2 separate regions of the Mus musculus genome follow, and region 2 is linked to region 1. The links are chromatin contacts, called in public HiChIP or PLAC-seq maps. All regions are on one chromosome and are shown on one strand. Each heading gives the region's core, a stretch centred on a gene start, on an enhancer-like site or on the middle of the called end of the contact. The rest is flanking DNA. Distances are from core to core; before and after follow the strand shown.

Region 1 (5,465 bases), core at 2,226-4,725:
TCCACACTGGAAGCTATTGAGCAGTATTCTTAAAAATTGTGTTAAGGATGCTGATGCGTAGCTCTTCAGTTGATGGCTTCCGGTGGGGGTGGGAAGGACGGTTTTCTTTAAGGGGTTGACCTACTGGGCGTTTGACCATGCTCCAGTGAGTATATGGGCAATATAAATTAGACTTGGTGGAGTTTTTTGTTTTCTTTTTTTGTTGTGGGGCGGGGAGGGTGTGTGAGGATGGGATGGTGGACCGGGGAGGAATAGGAAGTGAGTGTGATCTAGGTACATTGTACAGAATTCCCAAATAATTACTAAAAATGAATAGGACCCATATATAAAGAAAATGTGCTATGCATATGAATGACTATGTGAAGGCGTGACTATGGTCTATAAATATTGCAGCAGGCCAAATCCAAGTAGCGGAATCTCAATGTTTTATTCAGGTACCAGAGGGCATACATGGGGATTACGGATTGGTATAAGAAAGAACTGGGGCCAGATTAAACAAACAAACAAACAAACAAGCAAGCAAGCAAAACAACAACCACCACCACAAAAAACAATTCTGACAGTCTAAAAAAGTTATAGAATCATTTTGCATGATGAAGTCCACCAGAATGTCCATCCACTCCATGGGAATTCAACCAATTGAGTTCTTCTCTCTCTCTCTCTCTCTCTCTCTCTCTCCCTCCCTCCCTTCCTCTCAGTTCCTCACATGCCTAAAGCTTTGATATCTTAAGTGCTAAGAATCATAAAGCTTCTTTTAAAAAAAGATATACTTAGCCGGGCGTGGTGGCGCACGCCTTTAATCCCAGCACTTGGGAGGCAGAGGCAGGCGGATTTCTGAGTTTGAGGCCAGCCTGGTCTACAGAGTGAGTTCCAGGACAGCCAGGGCTTTATAGAGAAACCCTGTCTCAAAAACAAACAAACAAAAAAACAACAACAACAACAAAAAATATATATATACACTTTTACTATTGACTGATGGGGGGTGGGGTGGGGGGACACCTCTGGAGACCAGCAGAGGGGGCTGGATCTCATGGAGCTAGAATTACAGGTGGCTGTTAGCTTCCTGACCTGGGTGCTGGGAGCCAAACTCAAGTGCTCATCACCACTGAGCTATCTGTCTACTTCCCCATGAGATTCTTTAAGTTTTTTTTTTCTGTGTTTGTGTGTATGTGTGTGAGTGTGTATATGTGTGAGAGGTGAAAGGGGAGTCAGCTCCCCTGGAGCTGGAGTTCCAGGCAGTTGTGAGCTCACTTTTGTAGAAGCTGGGAATCAAACTCTGTTCCTTTGCAATAACAATATGCCAATATGCTCTCCTAACCACTGAGCCATCTCTCCAGCCTGCAAAACGCGTTCTTATAAGCAATCCCGGGGCTCATGAAAAGCAGTCAGGGCAGGACGTGACCACTGGAGACATGAGTATTTGAAACTGCCCCAGGCAGCATAGTCTCACTGGACTTTGTGCTGGGAGTGGTACGAGTTCCAAAGAAGCTGGCGTTCCTTCAAAATGACCCTTGTGCCAGGCTCTCTGACCTGCCCCAGCTGCTCAAGTCAAGGTAATATTCTCCTGTGGAAGAGGAGGAAAGCGGACTCCAGGAGTCCAGGTTACCAGGAAACAGAAGCCTGAAGTTTGATCTGCCGTCCACGTGATTTTTCTCCTCACGCAGCTTCTGGGTGCAACCTGTAATTCTCATCGTGTTGTTTTGTTTTGTTTTGTATCCCCACCCCCACTTCCGTCCCCATATAAAGAGTTCCAAGGTGAGCTAAAAACACCAGGTAGGTAAAAACCTCTACAGGTATCTTACCCCAAAGCTCTGTGAGAAAGCTCTGCATTTTCTCAATTCAGACCCCCACCATTATCTACAAAACCCACGGGGTTTCCAATGCTTCTAAAGTATGCTCATGGGACAGTCAGTGAAAGGAGGGGTTATATGGTGGATCTTTCAAGCTGATAAGGGCTACTGATCAAGAGCACTTATAATGGTCGAATGTGCCTCCCCTTACAACCCCCCTTCCTCCCTCCTCCTCATCTTCGGCAGGTTCCTCCCTACCATTGCACCCCACCACCTCAACATTGTCACAGGCACTACAAACACCCCCTCATTACTGTCACCATCGACGTCTTCATCCCTACCACCACCGTCACCATCACGTGTAGAGAGAATCTCTTAATGTTATGTGATAAGTGTTATGAGCATTGTACACACCCGACTTTACCCCAAAGAATGCTCTGTGCTAGACTGCTTTCCCTTAACGTGAAGAAGGTACTAGATCATGCAATATAATTCAGAAATAGCTTAGCACGGTGGTACACACCTAGTATCCCAGTACTTGGAAGGCTGAGACAGGAAGATTTCGAATTCTAGGGCAAGCTGAGATGTATAATAAGACCCTGTCAAAAGAAAGAGAGAGAGAGAGAGAGAGAGAGAGAGAGAGAGAGAGAGAAAGAAAGAAAGAAAGAAAGAAAGAAAGAAAGGAAGGAAGGAAGGAAGGAAGGGGGAGGGGAGGGGAGGGAAGGGGAGGGGAGGGAAGGGAAGCAAGAAGCAGAACTATAATTCTGTTCAGCCTTTGAAAATGAACAGCCTTGTGTCACACAATTAAGGGTCCCTGAAAAAAAAAAAAAACCAAAACAAATGCAGATATGAAGGAAGCTCAACTTTATTCCCACACCATGATAAGAAAAAGAAGGGCCTGGTAGAGATGCAGGCTTTGTGATTAGGGCATGCATGTCACTGGGTTTGGCCTGAGACCATGAATAATGGGACCACTCTAGACTGTGCCATTTACTCTAAAACTGGAGCAAGTCACATTACTGGAGACCTCAGGCTTGAGACTCCAATGATAGACAAGGGCCCTGAAGCTTGGTAGTAAGCCGGAAGAACTGTTTTTGGAAAGTATAAAACTACTTAAGCAACAACTGTCCTCAGTCCCTAATTACACCCTTGCTGAGGAGGTCTGGAAGGGCTCTAGGGGCCTCTGGGCTTGGAACCAGCTCCACTTAGGTAAGTGCCCTGTGCAAACAAGTCTCTAGGGGCCACAGACATGTAAACAGCTCTCCAGCTGACACTCAGACCCAAGCTAGGGAATAAAACAAGTGCCTGCAGATCCCAGAGTCAGAAGCCAGCCCGGCCTTGTGCCAGGGGAAGGGATCCCAGGAAGTTTGCTGATTCACAGGGGAACAAACCTCGAGAAAGGAGAGAGGCCAGTGGGGAGAATGGGTGTGGGAGCAGCCAGTGGGGACTTCCTGGGGTAAGGGCTGGGATGGCCTCCCTGAAGAAGAGTGTTGCTTACAGAGCAGAGAGTGAAATGGAAGAATAAAGAGGCAGACACCCCCCCCCCCCCCCGTGCAGTGTGCTCGGGGAGGGGGGGTGGGGGGGTAGGGGGAGCCAAGGCAGCAGCTCAGTCTCCCTAAGGAGAGGGCATTGGGCATTGTAAGAGGCAGGGGATGAACACACGCATGCCCCTTTGTGCTCCTCTACAATTACAGCTGGCTGAGGCTGGCGAGGATCACTGAGTATCCGTGATTTAAGACCTTTGCCCCGTACCATAAAAATGGCTAAGTGGCAAATGTTATGTTCTATGTATTTTTACCACAAACAAACCATGGGAGTGGTTAAAAGGTCTAGGTCAGATTGCCCCAATAATAGGGTATCCGTTTAAAGGATTGATTTATTTTTGTTTAGAAATATGTCTGTGTGCCAGTTCCTGCCTGTACACAACATGTATGTGCACTGCATTCATGCTTGGTTCCCGTGGAGGTCAGAAGACAGGTTGGATCCCCCGGAACTGGAGTTATAGACAGTTAGATATAAGCCACCATGTGGGTACTGCAAATTGAATCTGGGTCCTCTGCAAGAGCAGGCAGTGCTCTAAACTACTAAACCATCTCTCTAGCCTCTAGAGTATTTTTTTAATCCATTAAAAAAAATAAAATAAAATAAAAACAAATTGAAAGTAAAGTCTTACTAGAAGTCTCCCTAGCCCATGAATTTGAGGATGAATGAGGTGCTTTGGTTGTTTTTGATTCGGGATTGTTTGCTGTTTGCCCTTTGTTTCCTTGGCAGCGCTGGGGATTGACTCCAGGGAATTGTGCTGCAGAGGCAGGCACTCCACCGCTGAGCTGCTGCCCAAACCCGGAATTTCAGGATTAGGTTTTTAACACATGGGCTTTGGGGGCACATAGCCAGCCCGGAGCACTTTCTAAGTGCAGCCTCCTTGCTTCTTGCATGGGCTTGGCAGCCCTCATGGCTCACTTTTATCTTCTGTCCTCACAGTTTATGCCCTTATGGGGAAACAACAACCAACAGGGCTCTCCTGGGTCAGCTGAGAAAACCCGCTGTCAATGCTGCCATGACTGGGACGATGAGACCCGTCTAAAGAGTCCACGGGTTCCACCCACCTCCTTGTCTTGTTTTCTAAAGGGAGTATTTATTAGTTTTCTTTAAAAATTTTTTTTCCAGTGATCTGTTGTTTTATGCAAAACTGGATATCCTGGGGTTGACCATAAAGGGAGTTTCTAAACTACAAAACCCATTTTCTACTGACTTCATCATGACCGCAGCTATGTTCCTGCAAGAAAAGAAAAATCTCCAGTAATCACAGATGAGGCTCTGTACCACAAGAGGAGGCTAAGCAGAGGCAAATGGGATCACCTGCAGTTCTGGCAAGATTCTACCTGCCTAGAATCAAATGACAGGCAGGGAGAGAGCAAAAAATTGCAAAGGGCACAGGGTTAGGACCCAGCTCTGTGGCATGCAAGCCTTAGTATAATGCTGGGTAAACTAGTTGACCTCTGACCTTTAGTTTCCCTGCCCACAAGGAGATACTAATCATGCCTGTTTGGAAGGGATACTGTTGAGGCTTCTGTGTGACTTTGTTGTAAAGTGTTTGGCGCATAGTAGGTCCTTCTGATGGTGACGACTACTATGACCTACTGGCTCTCTTCTGTTTGCAGAGAAGAATTGAAGAGCCTGCTGTGTGGCCTTTGTTCCCTGTGGGCCCTCTCCATTACCTGTAACGGCTCTCGGGCCTGCAGAACACAGCCAGAGACTGACAATTCTGTGCTTTGTGACTTTGCCAGTAACCCTCCCAATCAGCTCTGCCCCACCCTGTGCCATTAAAAAAAAAACCCAAAAATCCCAAAGGCTTGAATTTCCATCTAACCCACCTTCATACCAGAGACACCGCAGGAGAGCATTCTGGTCTTGGAGACCTGGACTCACTTATCCCAGGCTTGCCACCAAGTCTCCACATATGATCTGGAACTCCTGATCTTTCTGGTCTCACCTTGCTGGGTACTGATTCTAGGTGTGTGCCCATATACAGTGCCGGGGATCAAACCTACAGTCTTGGGCACACTGGGCCAGCACTCCCCCCAACTGAACCCCATACCCAGCCCTGAGGATTCTCTTCTGCTAATCACTTCTCCACTCCTGGGTTATGGGGGTTCCTTATCCATCTTGAATTCA
Region 2 (5,862 bases), core at 2,471-4,970, 250 kb after region 1:
ATGACTGACGAGAGAGGGCCCAGCGCATTGTGAGTGCTGCCATTCCTGCACAGGTGGTCTTGAGTTGTATAACGATGTGCTACCAAAAGGTCTGCGGCAACGATGTAGGTTGAGCAACCCATGAGCGAGCCAATAGGCAGCGTTCCCCATAGTCCCTGTTTCAGTTCCTGCCCTGACTTCCCTTTGTGATGGACCATAAGCTGTAAGATATAACGTGAAATAAAGTGTTTCCTCTCCAAGTTGCTTTTGGTCATGGCATTTATCACAGCAACAGAATCAAGTAAGGACATTCTATAAAGCTGCTTGTGTTACATCATAGTTACTAACTGAACATTGCTGGTATGCCAGAAAGCTATTACATTTTTTTGGAAATTGTCTTTTTTTCTGTATTTTATTTTGTGCTTGGTATTAAATCCAAGGCCTATGAATGCTATGACTGAGTACATCCCCAAACCATTTTTAATATTCTCTCTCTCTCTCTCTCTCTCTCTCTCTCTCTCTCTCTCTCTCTCTCTCTCTCTCGTGTGTGTGTGTGTGTGTGTGTGTGTGTGTGTGTGTGTGTGTCTATTTTGAGACAGGATCTCATTGTGTAGCTTTGGCTGGCCTGGTATGTAGACCAGATTGGTCTTGAATTCATAGAAATCAGCCTGACTCTGCCTCCCGAGTGCTAGAATTTAATTAAATAGTTATTCTTTTTGGAAGCGGGTCTTAATTACTTAAGCTGACCTGGAACTTGTGGCAACTCTCCTGCCTCAGACCCCTGAGATGAGCCACAAAGACCAGCTGGTTCTATTTCAGTAGCTTCTCTTGGTGTGTCCAGGTAGATGGCTGTAAGGGACAGCTCTTCATTGTGCCGACTCTTTGATTTGCATCTAAGCACTTTACACATGTTAGTGCCGCTATCAAACCACCCTTTGCAGGACTCACTTCCATTGCCCCTACTTTTTTGAGGTAGAGATCAACTGACTCACTAAACACCATGCTGTAAAGGCTTGCCTCGGTATTCCCTCTCTATGACATTACTTACAAATTTACATCTAATTCTGCAAGGGCTTTGTCTCATTGTTACTCTTTCTTGGTGTCATATTGGCAAAAACCCTAAGAATTTTATTGACAAGAGCAACATCTGGTCCTATGACTAGGCAAACAAGGCATTTAGGTGCAGAATTTTATGAGGCTTCTGAAAGTTCTATACTCAGAACAGAAGCATTTTAATAGACTTCCCAATGTTTCAGATTGGAATCAAGGGCAAATCACTGATATTAGTTGAAATTTGCATATTTTGTCCTTTAAGGACTTTTTAATGTTAACTTTTATTTTAAAATATTTTGTTTTACAGATGACTTAAAGGGTCTTTTTGGCATGTGTATTTTTAGCTGGCATGTGTGTTTTGAGCTGGCATGAATATGTTTGTGCCTATGGTAGTTCTTGAGGTTGTCAGCTGTTCTCAGCTTCTCTATTCTGGGCCAGTAAATCTTCTCTTTCATCCCTATGGTCCCACCAGCTCTGAGAATATGTAGGGCGTTCCCTCACTCTCTGACAGGCAGGCTTCTTCTATTTCTTTTCCACTAGACAATTTCTCATAGGCCTGTGTTCATGTGTGGCCCACATGCCCTTCATAACTAATGGGATGTGTTTTGATCCCTAGATTACTAAAATCACTTATTAGAAATGGCATTGAATGGGGATAAGGAGATGGCTCAGTGGTTGGAGGGTATGCGGCACAAGCACGAAGACCTGAGATCAAATCCCCAGCACTTACGGAAAAAGCCAGCCACGGCCGCTCACACATTTCTTTAGGTTATATGTAGGAATGTTTTACCTGCATATGCGTATGTGTGCCATGTGTGTCTGGTGCCCAGAGGGGTCAGAAGAGAATGTTCGATCCCCTGGCTGGAGTTCCAGAAGGTTGCATACAGCCACGTGGATGTTGGGAACCACAATTCTGCAAGAACGAATGAATGCTCTTAACTGTTTAGCCATCTCTCCAGCCTTTCTGACACATTCATAATCCCAGGACAGGATGGGTAGAGACAGGATTTCTGGGGCTCATTAGCCATCCAGTTTAACCAAAATATGGTGAGCTCCAAGTTCAATGAGAGAGCTTGTCTGAAGGGAATAAGGCAGAACACAACAGAGCAGGACACCCAAGCCCTCCTCTGACCTCTGCATATGAATGTGTGGAGCCCACGCATCCACAACCATGTATAAACAAATGCATGTGCATGTAATATAAATACACATACACATATGGAGGATCATAGAAGTTGATAGAGTTGTTTTGTTTTGTTGCTGTTATTTTAGGACAAGATCTCACTAGGTAGGTCTGAATGGATGACACTTACTGTGTAGATTAGGTTGGCCTCAAATTTACAAAGATCTCTCTCCCAAGTTCTGGGACTAAAGGCATATGCTATGAAACCTGGCGATTATTTTAAAATCCTCAGCAAAATGATCAGATGGGACTGAATTTCACAGGTAGCAAGAATCATCTCCCATTGTTTTGTTATCCTAAATAAGCAAAAAATATCTTGATGATCTCATGGATAGAATTGGTGGATTGCCAGGTTTTTTATTTACTTATTCTTTTTGTAATGGTTGGACTCAAACCTAGGGCTTTATGAGTGCTAAGCCAGGGCGCTACCACTGAACTTCCTCCTTAGCACTTGATTTTTGAAGATAGGGTCTTACTATGTACCCCAAGGCTAGCCTGAAACTCATTAGCCCCCTGCCTCAGCTTCCTGGATGCTGGGATTGCAGATGTGTATTAGTTCCTTATCCTGATGTAGCAATAAAATTCCTCACAAAAGGTGAGAGAGGAAGAGTTTATTTTGGTTTGCACTTTGAGGAAAGAGTCCTCCACAGAGAGGGAGCCATGGTAGCAGGAAAGCTGGGCAGTTGGTTCCCCTGAGTCAATAGTCTGGAAGCAGAGAGATGAAAGTTGGTGCTCCACCCACTTCTGCCTCCTTATTTGGTTCAGGACCTCAGCCCATGGAGTGCTGCCACCCACATTGGGGTGGATCTTCCCACCCCCAAATAATGTAGAAACTCCTCATTAGACATGCCCAGAGGTCTGTTTCCATGGTGATTCTAAATTCCATTAAAGGACAATCAAGATTAACATTACACAGGTGTGCATTCTAGACAGAGGGAGTATGCCGCCCGGGGAGGGGGGGGGGGGAGCAAGGGACGAGCAAGCATGACAGCCGGAGCAGGAAGGGGACAGCTCACATCCTGAGCCACAAGCAGGAAACAGAAAGCAAACCCGGAATGGCACAAAGCTTTAAAATCTCAAAGCCCTCCCCCAGTGACATACTTCCTCTTGCAAGGCCACACCTTCCGAAGCTACTCAAGCAGCACCACCAACTGGGGACCAAATGCTCAAATACTCATATGAGCCTACAGGGACCTATTTGTATTCAAACCACTACAGCTGGCTATTTTATTTTAACCCCCCTCATTTCACATTCGTCCTGAGTGAAGCACACTTTAAGCAATGCTATTATCAACCTTATCAGGATTCCTTCCCTGGTAGTCTAGAAGAATCCTACTTTCCCATGGCGAGGGAGGCGTGGCTAGGACTGTCATTCAATAGCCCAGTCCGCCTCCTGAGGGCTTTCACTGTGTTTTACAGGAAACCACGGAAAGTTATCCCATACAGACAGCTCTAACAGAACAACTTCCTTTTCCCTGGTCTCCTGGGATCTGAGTAGTTAGTGCGGGAAGACAATGACGGGGCTTGTGAACAGGAAAAGGAAGCCACCCGTCGTCTGTCTTCTCACAGTTTCGCTGGATTGGCTGGGTTGGCTGGGAGTGTAGTGAGGATCTTTGACTGACTCAAGCAGGGCAGTCCAGTGTCTTTTTTTTTTTTTTCCCAGGAGGACTTGCTGATTGCTAGTTTCATATCGCCACTGACATACAAGTAAGGCCTGTGTGGGAAAGAAAGCCCTAAGTAACAGGGAGACTCCCAGTGGTGTAGACCAACACACAGGAGCACTCCTTTGAGACCAGCAAATGAATACAGCATTCCCATCCTGCCGGCGTGCCCTGGAGGACTGGACAAGAAGGAGCATGAGGCATACTCACCAATGAGAGTATCTTAAGTAGCGGGAAGGGTCAGAATTGCAGTAAGTAAACAGAGTGATAGCAGTTACAGAACATTCGATTGTGTATAAAAGAGAAATATCACAATGCCTTTTAAAAAAGAGAGAGATTTCCACATTGTATACTGGGGTACATGGCAGGAAGCTAACACACCTCCAGAGATGCACCTCCTTCTCTTTCTTTTCCATCCATAGTGTGTTGGCTTTTCTCTCTATGTTATAAAAGGGCTACTGGGCATCCAGTTATTGTGCCCATATTCATAGCAGGAAAAGTGGGGAGGGCAAGAAGCAAGCTAGCCAGGTCTGGCCATTTCCCACAGAAATGCCTACGCTTCTGAGAGTCTGCTTTTGGTTTCTTCCTTTAACAAGACTTGGATCCTGTGGTTATCTCTGGATCAATTCCCTTGCAAAGTCTCTAGAGTTCATGGTTGTTTCAACCAGGCAGTTTAACCACCCTCTGTGCCTCCCCTTGTCATTAGAGGTCCCCAAGGGTAACTGAAGAGACTGGGATTCTGTTGAGGACAAGGGACAGACATCATCGGGTGGTGTCTGTTAACAAAAACTGTGTGTCAAAAAGACTCTAATAGCATTGACCACATTGTTGGCAAACTGAGAACTCAGAATGCTGTGTTCAAAAACTAAGAGTCTCAGACTACCAGTGGTTAAGTAATTGTGGGACCCTTCTGAGTTCATGGAGGAGGCATGAGGAATGTGAGGGGGGCAGAGAGAGGACCCCAGTGCTTCTTAGAGAAAAGAGTTAGAGGAAAGCTGACAAAATGGGGACATAGAAGACAGTGAGTGGGTGCCAAATGCATACTGTACTTTCTGTCTCTCTGCCCTGAGCAGTTTGGGTTGGAGCTTGGGGGGGTGTTGTGCACATAGGACAGATAGGAGAGGGAATGCAGATGGGTGCTGCATTCACCCAGGACCCCCACCCCACCCCGGGTGGACATAGTTTTTCAGAGGGAGGAGCCAGTTGGTTGCAGCCTCACTCTGCCAGACACTCACTGGACCCAGCCTCAAGGTGCCTTAAGCAGGTCACCTGCAATGCAAGCTCAGGACACATGTCCCAGGGGTCATCTGAGGAGCACTCACTCCAGAGGAAAGACCTCATTGTTCCCTTCAGCATGAATGCCACCCACCCCTGCCTAGCGTCTTCCCACCACCACTGTCCCCAGGCCTGCAATACTAATTTGGAGGGTGTCAGTTTTCAGAGATTGAGTCTGAATGGTGGGGTTCAGAAAGAGGAGGGAAGGAAGAGGCCCTTGGAGCAGGATTTGTTTATGCAAACCCATCCTGCCCCTTCCACCTTAGCCATCATCCCAGCAGCTGTGCCCTACAGTGATGAGCACAGGGCTTTGGTGACGTCACCCCCTCTGCTGCCAGGAGACATAAATTCCATTTCCCAGAAGATGCGGCAGACTGTAGCTTCTGGGCAAACAGTAACACTAGCGGTAAACATTGGCGGAGAGACCTTCAAATGGAAGAGCTGTGTAGACCTGGAGCAGCCAGGCTGCAAATCCCCTAATGGAGAAGGATCTCATGCTTCAGACAAGAAGACAGGACTCGCAGTGGCCAAAACAGTAATTTGAAGCCGTGCCCAAGCTATCAGCTCCTAAGCCTAATCATTAAACAAAAAAACATGCTTAACTGAGGGAGGACTATAGAAACCAGGTAGAGACCCCCTCCAGGAAAACAAACACACAAACAAACAACCCCACCAGGTCACTGGTCACTGCTCATTCATGGAGGAGTGACA

Evidence for each region. HiChIP or PLAC-seq counts read pairs in DNA pulled down with a chosen protein or histone mark.
Region 2: an H3K4me3 HiChIP or PLAC-seq map of stem cell-derived neural progenitor cells shows a contact between it and region 1, with 13 read pairs. The contact joins two enhancer-like sites. A contact is called at or near these places in 2 of 484 Hi-C or Micro-C datasets (bone marrow-derived macrophages and embryonic fibroblasts), 3 of 115 datasets of contacts at active chromatin or transcription factors (bone marrow-derived dendritic cells, stem cell-derived neural progenitor cells and trophoblast stem cells) and 1 of 9 other capture datasets (embryonic stem cells).

The regions. Positions count from the first base shown.
Region 1 is chr3:101,525,281-101,530,745 of GRCm38.p6, forward strand. All of the region lies in intron 1 of Gm33162 (a long non-coding RNA gene), which reads right to left. Among named protein-coding and RNA genes, the nearest start is that of Gm33162, 8.9 kb to the right of the region's middle. Within about 2 kb of position 3,476, at least 61 of the 459 cell types and tissues checked have an H3K27ac peak or open chromatin away from gene starts, as enhancers often do. A contact at or near this core is called in stem cell-derived neural progenitor cells, where this site is marked.
Region 2 is chr3:101,775,796-101,781,657 of GRCm38.p6, forward strand. No RefSeq gene overlaps it. Among named protein-coding and RNA genes, the nearest start is that of Gm33309, 41 kb to the left of the region's middle. Within about 2 kb of position 3,721, at least 47 of the 459 cell types and tissues checked have an H3K27ac peak or open chromatin away from gene starts, as enhancers often do. A contact at or near this core is called in stem cell-derived neural progenitor cells, where this site is marked.